2 separate regions of the Zea mays genome follow, and region 2 is linked to region 1. The links are chromatin contacts, called in public Hi-C maps. All regions are on one chromosome and are shown on one strand. Each heading gives the region's core, a stretch centred on a gene start, on an enhancer-like site or on the middle of the called end of the contact. The rest is flanking DNA. Distances are from core to core; before and after follow the strand shown.

Region 1 (4,514 bases), core at 1,565-4,064:
CAATGTCCACTATGGATGGTTATTGCTTAACCACAACCCGCTAATAACTAGATAGATAACTATAAGTATAACCACAACCGACTAAATACTAACCACCTAATACTACCCACTAACTACTAAATAACTAAGTATAAATTTTAACAGCACCTCCCCTGCACGGGGAGGATACTAAAACCTGCATATTCAACTCACATTCATCACATCCGATCAAATTCGCATTTATCACATTCATATTCACGATATTCATACCTAACAAAAATGCTAACAAAACTAACAAACAACTAATTATAGCAACAAAACTAACATACCTAACAAAAATGCTCGCGACGGTGCGGCGAGGCGGGTGCGGCGGGCGCGGGGATGGGCGGCTGGACACAGCTCACGACGGTGCGACGAGGCGGGTGCGGCGGGCGTGGCGGGCACGACCGTGCGGAGGGGGCGGGCGCGCCGAGGGGCCCGGCGCGGCGAGTGGCCGCCGCGGCGAGCGGGCGGGCGGGCGCCTGAGTGGGGGGGGCGGCGTGCCGACGTGGGGAGGGGCGAGGACTCGCGGCGGCGGGAGACGGCGCGGCGGTGGGCAGACGGCTCGGCGGCGTGCAGAGAAGAGAAAGAAGAGAGCGTGAGAGAAGAGAAAGGAGAAAGAAGAACGGTCGGATAGTTTATTTCCTGACTTTGCCGAGTGCCCGCGATCTGGCACTCGGCAAATTTTTTTTAAATTTTAAAATATTCTTTGCCGAGTGCCAGATCTCTGACACTCGGCAAAGTCTCCTTTGCCGAGTGCCCACTGGGCGGCACTCGACAAATATAATTTTACAATTCTTTGCCGAGTGTGAACCAGCTCGCACTCGGCAAAGGCTGCTTTGCCGAGTGTCATTTATTGACACTCGGCAAAGTACATTTTTATTTTTTTAATTTTCCCAACCAAAATTTTTGTGGTATGTTCCTACACTATATAGACCTACATGTACCATTTTGAGACAATTAGAAAATTGTTTTCTATAGCTAGTAGATTTAGTTCGTTTATTTGAATTTCTTCGAAAAAATCACATTTGAACTGCAGGTCACTCGAAACTTGGAATACCGTGCATGCAAAAATGATATTCATGCTAGTTAGCACAAGTTACGACCGATTTCAGGAGCGGACCGGAAACTTCGAGCACCATGCTCACTCAACATGGCCGTGAACTTGCCATACAGCTGTTTAAAAGTTTTATAAAACACAAACAAACTTAGAAAATCATGAAACTTGTCCACGTGTCATGATATCATATGTAGAGTCTGTGATAAAAAATTTAGAATGTTTGGAGAAAGTTGTGAGACATTATGTGTAGAAACCTGAGAGAACTACACATGAAATCATAGAGTTTCAATGTGGATCTCTTAGGTTTGTACACATAGTGCGTTACAGCTTTTTCGAAAATTTTTTCAAATTTTTATCACAGCCTCTACATATGATATCATGACACGTGGACAGGTTTCATGATTTTTTGACTCTGTCTGTGTTTTATACAATTTTTAAACACCTGGATGGCAAGTTCACGGTCATGTTGAGTGAGCATGGTGCTTGAAGTTTCCGGCCCGCTACTGAAATCGGTCGTAACTTGTGCTAAGTAGCATGAATATCATTTTTGCATGCACGGTTTTCCAAGTTTCGAGTGACCTACAGTTCAAATCTGAATTTTCCGAAGAAATTAAAATAAATAAACTAAATCTACTAGCTATAGAAAACACTGTTATAATTGTCCCAAAATGGTACATGTAGGTCTACATAGTGTAGGAACATACCACAAAAAGTTTGGTGGCCAAAATGTAAAAAACAAAAATATGCTTTGCCGAGTATCTATAGAAGGCACTCGGTAAAGAGTTCTTTGCCGAGTGCCCAGTATTTGGCACTCGGCAAAGAAGCCACTTTGCCGAGTGCCAGTCCTCGGCTCTCGACAAAGGCTGACGGTCGTCAGCTTTAGGACGGCCGCTGACGGCTGTTTGCCGAGCGCCTTCTTTGCCGAGTGTCAAACACTCGGCAAACATGTCTTTGCTGAGTATGGTCCTGTGCCGAGTGTCCTGCGCTCGGTAAAGCGGCTTGTTACCGAGAGCCGAACTTTGTCGAGTGCGGCTCTCGGCAAAGCCTTTTTTGTCGAGTGTCCGACAAAAGGCACTCGGCAAAAAATCCGACGCTCGGCAAAGCCTCGGATTCCGTTAGTGATAAGTATATGCAAACACCGATAATGCATATATGGTAAAATTTTAGTTAAAATTACTATATTCATGTTTTTAAGGAGTGTATTTGCACCTCTATTAACTGCTACCTGCTTCGCCTCTGAATTAAACTAGATCACTTCACGGTTCAACATCTAATTTAACATTTCAGTGACTCTATCCTGACATGCTTAGCCACTAAACACGAACGTGCGAGCACGCCATGACGATGGACTATACCATGTTGCTCATTTAAAAAATGACATGTTTAATTCGTACCGACTTCTACGGTGTTTTTGTCTTTATAAATTTTAGATGTATCAGTCCAAATAATTGACTTTAATCTGTCGGTCCTAAACTTTGGCAGTGTCAGGCATAAAGTTGTTACACGTTGATTCATGAACTTGAACAAGCAAAATACCTGCTCTAGGGTAGTAGTACTAGTTGGTAGTCCCCAACATTTCTGTTGGATTCTCCTTCGTCATGTACTCATCATGTGGAGGCATTCCTGCCATCTGAATATGTGATGGTTACCCTCGGCCGGCGTCCTATGCCGGGTCGGCCGCATGTGCAGATCAGAACGAGATGACACCAAGGCCGCCGAACGGCAACCTGACACAGGCGGCCAGGGCCAGGGAGGCAGCTTCGGCGCGGCGCAGGCCGCAGCGCGCTTGCTATTTTTCCGCCGGCCCCTTGGCCCTCGCCTTGCTCCTCTTCTTTATTATACGCGCCACCACACGCATCGCGTCCGCCTCCCACCACCTCGCCATTCTCCCCCTCCCGCGCCCCGAGAAGCGCTGCGGGCCTCACCTGCCCGTCCTCCTGCCTCTCAGGAACCGCGGTTCAGGAAGGAAGGGAAGGCAAGTGCCTGCCGGGGCTCAGCACCGATGGCGTACAGGGCGGAGGACGACTACGACTACCTCTTCAAGGTCGTTCTCATCGGCGACTCTGGCGTCGGCAAATCCAACCTGCTCTCCAGGTTCACGCGCAACGAGTTCAGCCTAGAGTCCAAGTCCACCATCGGGGTCGAGTTTGCTACCAGGAGCATCAGGGTCGACGACAAGGTCGTCAAGGCCCAGATCTGGGACACTGCTGGCCAGGAGAGGTACTCAACCGTCCTCTTCCCCTTCCGTTTTCTCGATCTATTTAGTTTCCTGGTCTGCTATGCTAGGCATCATCGTGTTGGATCGAAAATTAGCTACATAGTATTCATCTACCCCATGCAATGCAATGCAACGTTGTCCTAGTTAGGACCGCGCAGGACACACGACGAGTAAAATGGTCGCCTTCCTCCTTGTGCAAATTGCAATCGTCCACGCCTTGTTGTCCTCCTATATGTAGTCCTGGATTTACATTGATTTTGAATGTTAATAGTATTCATGAGGCATTCTCTGCTTCTATGAACACAACAACCTTGCAATCGCAATACTCTTGTCCTCATAGTTATTCCAATTTCTACCGTCGCCGTCCACAAGGTTCCCCGTGTCGTCATGTCCTGTCATTGTCATATCTGGTAATATGTTGGGTGATTATACGTTTTGTACTGCCCTCCTGGCTGCATTAAAAAAATGTTCTGTTGCAGCAGCCTCTGTAGGTGATGGAAATGGGCAATTAGGCAGGCAACTCTTGTTTGGTAGTCTGTCTCACTGTCTCTAAATTAACCTTATATGGTGGCACTTGGTCAGCTCTCCTGCAAAATGTAAATTCTGCAGTTGTTATCTGGAACTGAAGATATTCTAGGACTGTTTCCTATTGTTTGTGCAGTTCCATTTCTGTCTTCATTTTTTTTGTGTGATGCTTCCTGCCAAATAGTAGCACCTGATGTGGAATGTAGGCCAGCCTTTGTTTGACTTTCGTTTACCATTTCCATAAGAATATAATGCTGATTTTGTCAGCATGCCATCAAATTACGTTCTGTGTAACCGTCTCCAATGTGACTTGTTTTATTTGGTCTGCTCAGCTGTATATTTCTTGCCTAATTTCGCTATCGAATTTTCTTTGGAACTTTCAGTATTTCAGTGGAGCTTAAGTTTGTCATGCATCATCCTCCCCCTGTAGGTATCGGGCAATTACAAGTGCGTACTATAGAGGGGCTGTTGGAGCACTTGTCGTGTATGATGTGACACGCCATGTGACCTTTGAGAATGTGGAGAGGTGGTTAAAGGAGCTCCGGGATCACACTGATGCAAACATTGTCATCATGCTTGTTGGCAACAAAGCTGATCTGCGACACCTTAGAGCTGTATCCGTGGAGGATGCCAAGGGCTTCGCCGAGAGGGAAAGCACATTCTTCATGGAAACATCCGCACTGGAGTCCATGA
Region 2 (4,697 bases), core at 1,520-4,019, 170 kb before region 1:
GATTTGAAAAGCTTACAATAGAAGAAAAACACTCTATCAACATGTTTTGAGTAAACTAACCATTTTCTATCATGTTCCTCACCATCGTTAACTTTCTAAAAAAATGGGAACAAAAAAATGTCTAGAGTTGCCATCCAATGGAAATACACGATTTTTCTCTTATCGGTACCTTATTGATTAATGTATCTCTTGCTTCGTTATCAAGATTATTCCAATTTCTCGGATCATATATGTCTACGACCACTACTGGTGTTCATCAACACTAGCAGACTCTGTAGAAGTTGGATGAGATATGTTACCATGATCATTTACATTGTGGTTTGTAGGTCCTTGATCTTCTGATTCCCCATCAAATTGTTCCTGCGCCGGCTTCCAAAGCACTAGTGCCAATTCATTTGTATCTCTAGAATCTCCCTCTTGAGAAATTTATCCATGGCTCCTTACATGAATGATATTTGTATCTCTAGAATCTCTAGGGTTGGATATCGAGTTCAAGTTCGAACTGACACTAGTCCAAGTTCGAGCTAGCTCGCTAACAATAGAAAATAATAATTATACTCATAGTTTTATAGATTACATCAATGTAATACCAAATTAACACAACTCATCATTTATCAGTTCACAATTCACACACATGTTCATCAGTTCAAATAACAGTTATAGTCGTACAGACCAATTTAACACCTAGACACAATTAATTAATCATCAATTTAATTCATAAGTCATAAACACCACACATATAACATGTTCATCAATTTATGAGTAAATAACATATATATATACTAGGTTCATGCCCGTGCGTTGCAACGGGAGTAAAAAATAGATATAGATCGACAAACTCCTTGCATCTTCAGAGTACATTAAAGTGCTCGATTACAAAGTATGAATAATCACAATAAATACAAGCTTACAGTACACTGAAAGGTAGCCAGAGGACCCCCGTCTCAAAAAGAAAGACATCCAAAGGAACTGAAGGAACCTGATTAATAGTCTGTTAACTGATGTAACCTGAATGTTCGTTACCTTTTCCATGGCATTACTGATTACCCCCACAAAATCAAGAAAAATCTCAGCGATTTCTCCACAGACAAAGGCAATGTATCTTTCTAAAGAAAAAAGGAAACAAAATCGTACATGGACGCTATGAAAAGGCAACCAATCTTCTTATCGTACATATTGAACATTTCGATTCCAAGCTATCACATCAAGCATGAACAGAAGTAATCCCTAAGCAGTCAGCATGAAACATTATAGGCAAGCCGAAGGCTCACATGATTAGAATCTGAGTAAGGGATAAACCAACATAAATCTCACCGTAAATACGGCCGTAAATACGAAGAGTAACTTGGTGAAGAAACATGTATTGGAAGAAAATTCCCGTACAAACACTGAAGGAGCAAACACATAAACCCACAACTTTTTTGTAATGAGGTACAAAATCAAACAAGGCTCCAAAAGGAATAATTTTTTCGCAGCAACAGCGACCAGAATCCCAGCAGGAACCATGATCCACCAACACGCATTTGACAGCGCAAAAGCAGGAGGAAGAAAAAGCGTATCCGATTCCGCTTTCCCGTCCTCTCCCTTTTCCTCAGAAACGGCCAGCAATGACCATCCTGCCCCCCCACGAGAACCCGTCGACCATGAAAGATCCCCGTCCCTCGTCAGGGAATGAATCCGAGAACTGAGACTGTTGCTGCCCACCTCGGATGCAGCCGCGGCGGTGGCGGCGAAGACGGATGAGTGGAGAACCGGGATGTTGCGGCCGAAGAGCTTAATGGCGGCGTCTTGTGCACAGTCCTGGTCCAGGCCTCCGGGCGCGGCCATGGCGCGCCGATCTCGGCCCCGCGGTCACCGGGAACAGGCGGCGCCTTGTGCGGAGGGCATGCGGCGTTCCCGAGGACGTGGTGCCAAGGAATGGAAGGGGAAGAGAAGAGCGAGAGGAAGACAACGGTGATGATTGCGTGGGTGCTCGAGCGGAAAGGCGACATGCTGGTCTGGCCTGGACTCTAGAGCGAGGTTGTGCCCGGGCGAGGAGAATTCGGTGGCCTTTTTTCCCCCTTTTCTGATGGCTACGGGAGAAGGAAGCGCGACCGGGGCAGCCGGTGAGAATGTGATAGCGGGAGGCATGAATCTACGCGATTTGTGGGCGCGGACAGAGCTGCCATGGATGGCGGCGGTGATGATTGCGTGGGTGCTCGAGCGGAAAGGCGGCTGCCATGAATCTGCGCGCGATTTGTGGGCGCGGACAGAGCTGCCATGGATGGCGGCGGATTGTAGAGAGGAGCACGGAGCGGGGCGGACTGCAGAGGTGTGGGCGCCAAGAATCGCGGTGGGCTGCAGAGAGGAGAGCGGGGCGCGGCTGCCATGAATCTGTGCACGATTTGTGGGTACGGACAGAGCTGCCATGGATGGCGGCAGATTGCAGAGAGGAGCGCGGAGATGGCGACGATTCTTGGCGCAGATGGCGGGCGAGAGAGACAGCAGAGAGGAGAGCAGGGTCGGACCTTTCCTGGATGTGTTGATTCTCCTTCCATGATGGCGAGCGAGAGATCAGAGGCTGAGATAGGACAGCGGGGGCGAGTCTGTTGGCGAGACAGCGTGAGAGAGGAGAGCGGGCGACGGTAGAACCGTGCACCAAAAAAATGTGGACGTCTACACTAACGTCTTAAATATAGTAGTAGATATATATATATATGTGATAGCTCGTTTAGCTTAAGAGCTGGTTCGTTAACAAACCGAGCTACGATTCAGCTTGTAATCCTGAACAAACACCGGTTCTAGTTCGTTTTCAAAACGTTGTCACAATTTTGAGAAAGCTCTGCAACAATTACAGGCACAAGCCAGAACCACAGTTCGGAAAACCACCCATGCTTCCTTCCCGCCATCTCCGCGCCGCCGCGCGGCAGCGAAGCCACAGGCGGCCGCCCGCCCCTGCCGACGCTTGCATTACGGGCAAGCCTGATATGGAGGTCATCCGGCGCAACAGAGCCATCACGGCGCACATGCGTGCGGGCCGCGTTCCAGACGCCGAGCGCCTATTCGCCGCGATGCCCCGCCGTTCCACCTCCACCTACAACACCATGCTCGCCGGGTACGCCGCCAACGGACGCCTCCCGCAGGCGCTCTCCTTCTTCCGTTCCATTCCGCGCCCCGATTCCTTCTCCTACAACACGCTCCTGCATGCGCTGGGGGTGTCGTCATCGCTCGCCGACGTGCGTGCTCTGTTCGACGAAATGCCCGTGAAGGATTCCGTGTCCTACAACGTCATGATCTCATCTCACGCTAACCATGGTCTGGTCTCGCTCGCACGGCACTACTTTGATCTCGCCCCAGAGAAGGATGCTGTCTCGTGGAATGGCATGCTTGCTGCCTATGTCCGGAACGGACGGATCCAAGAGGCAAGGGAGCTGTTCGATTCAAGGACAGAGTGGGATGCAATTTCTTGGAATGCTTTGATGGCTGGGTATGTGCAGCGCAGTCAGATAGAAGAAGCGCAGAAAATGTTTAATAAAATGCCACAGAGAGATGTTGTTTCCTGGAATACTATGGTGTCCGGTTATGCGAGGAGAGGAGATATGGCTGAGGCAAGAAGGTTGTTTGATGTGGCCCCAATTAGAGATGTGTTCACCTGGACAGCTATTGTCTCTGGATACGCACAAAATGGGATGCTCGAAGAGGCCAAGAGGGTGTTTGATGCCATGCCAGATAAGAATGCTGTGTCGTGGAATGCAATGATGGCAGCATATGTCCAGCGGAGGATGATGGAGGAGGCAAAGGAGTTGTTTGATGCTATGCCCTGTAGGAATGTGGCTTCGTGGAACACAATGTTGACAGGGTATGCTCAGGCTGGGATGCTGGACGAGGCGAGAGCAATTTTTGGCATGATGCCCCAGAAGGATGCAGTCTCATGGGCTGCAATGCTGGCTGCGTATTCACAAATTGGTTTCAGTGAGGAAACACTGCAGTTGTTCAAAGAGATGGGACGTTGTGGTGAGTGGGTGAATAGGTCAGCATTTGCTTGTGTTTTGAGCACATGTGCTGACATTGCTGCACTTGAGTGTGGAATGCAGCTGCATAGTAGGTTGATTAAGGCTGGTTATGGGGTGGGCTGCTTTGTTGGAAATGCACTTCTAGCTATGTACTTCAAATGCGGAAGCATGGAGGAAGCTCACAGTGCATTTGAAGAGATGGAGGAGAGGGATGTTGTTTCGTGGAATACTATGATTGCAGGCTATGCACGTCATGGTTTTGGCAAGGAAGCACTTGAGGTTTTTGATACCATGAGGAAGACATCTACCAAGCCAGACGATATTACTTTGGTAAGCATGTCCTTCCTGGAAATGGAACATTGTATTTTTAAGTTTGTAGGATATACAAGTTACAGTATATGTAGTTGGTTTTGCTTGATGAATCAATATCTAATTGATGTCTTGATGACACTTTCATGTTTATCTATGGATCCCTCCTGGCAATCAATCATGTATTATATTTGTATCTGGCTACTGACTTTCCTTTTTAGACAACATTTACCGGGGAAGCTAACATTAGGTTCACTTGTGATCTTCTAATGTTTTGGTAAATTTAACTTCCAGGTTGGAGTACTTGCAGCATGTAGTCATTCTGGCTTGGTTGAGAAAGGGATTTCATACTTCTATTCAATGCACCGGGATTTTGGTGTGGCAACAAAACCTGAA

Evidence for each region. A called contact is a pair of places that touch in the nucleus more often than the background predicts.
Region 2: a Hi-C map of endosperm shows a contact between it and region 1, with 2.6 times the contacts expected there. The contact joins the promoter of LOC103632574 here to the promoter of LOC100381498 in region 1. A contact is called at or near these places in 6 of 25 Hi-C or Micro-C datasets (ear, endosperm, leaf and 2 more) and 1 of 3 datasets of contacts at active chromatin or transcription factors (leaf).

The regions. Positions count from the first base shown.
Region 1 is chr7:93,535,461-93,539,974 of Zm-B73-REFERENCE-NAM-5.0, reverse strand. It overlaps LOC100381498, which reads left to right and starts at 2,814. Exons shown (of 2, transcript NM_001174329.1): 1 at 2,814-3,298; 2 at 4,252-4,514. The coding sequence starts at 3,081.
Region 2 is chr7:93,705,705-93,710,401 of Zm-B73-REFERENCE-NAM-5.0, reverse strand. It overlaps LOC103632574 (pentatricopeptide repeat-containing protein), which reads left to right and starts at 2,769. Exons shown (of 5, transcript XM_035960968.1): 1 at 2,769-4,322; 2 at 4,596-4,697. The coding sequence starts at 2,871.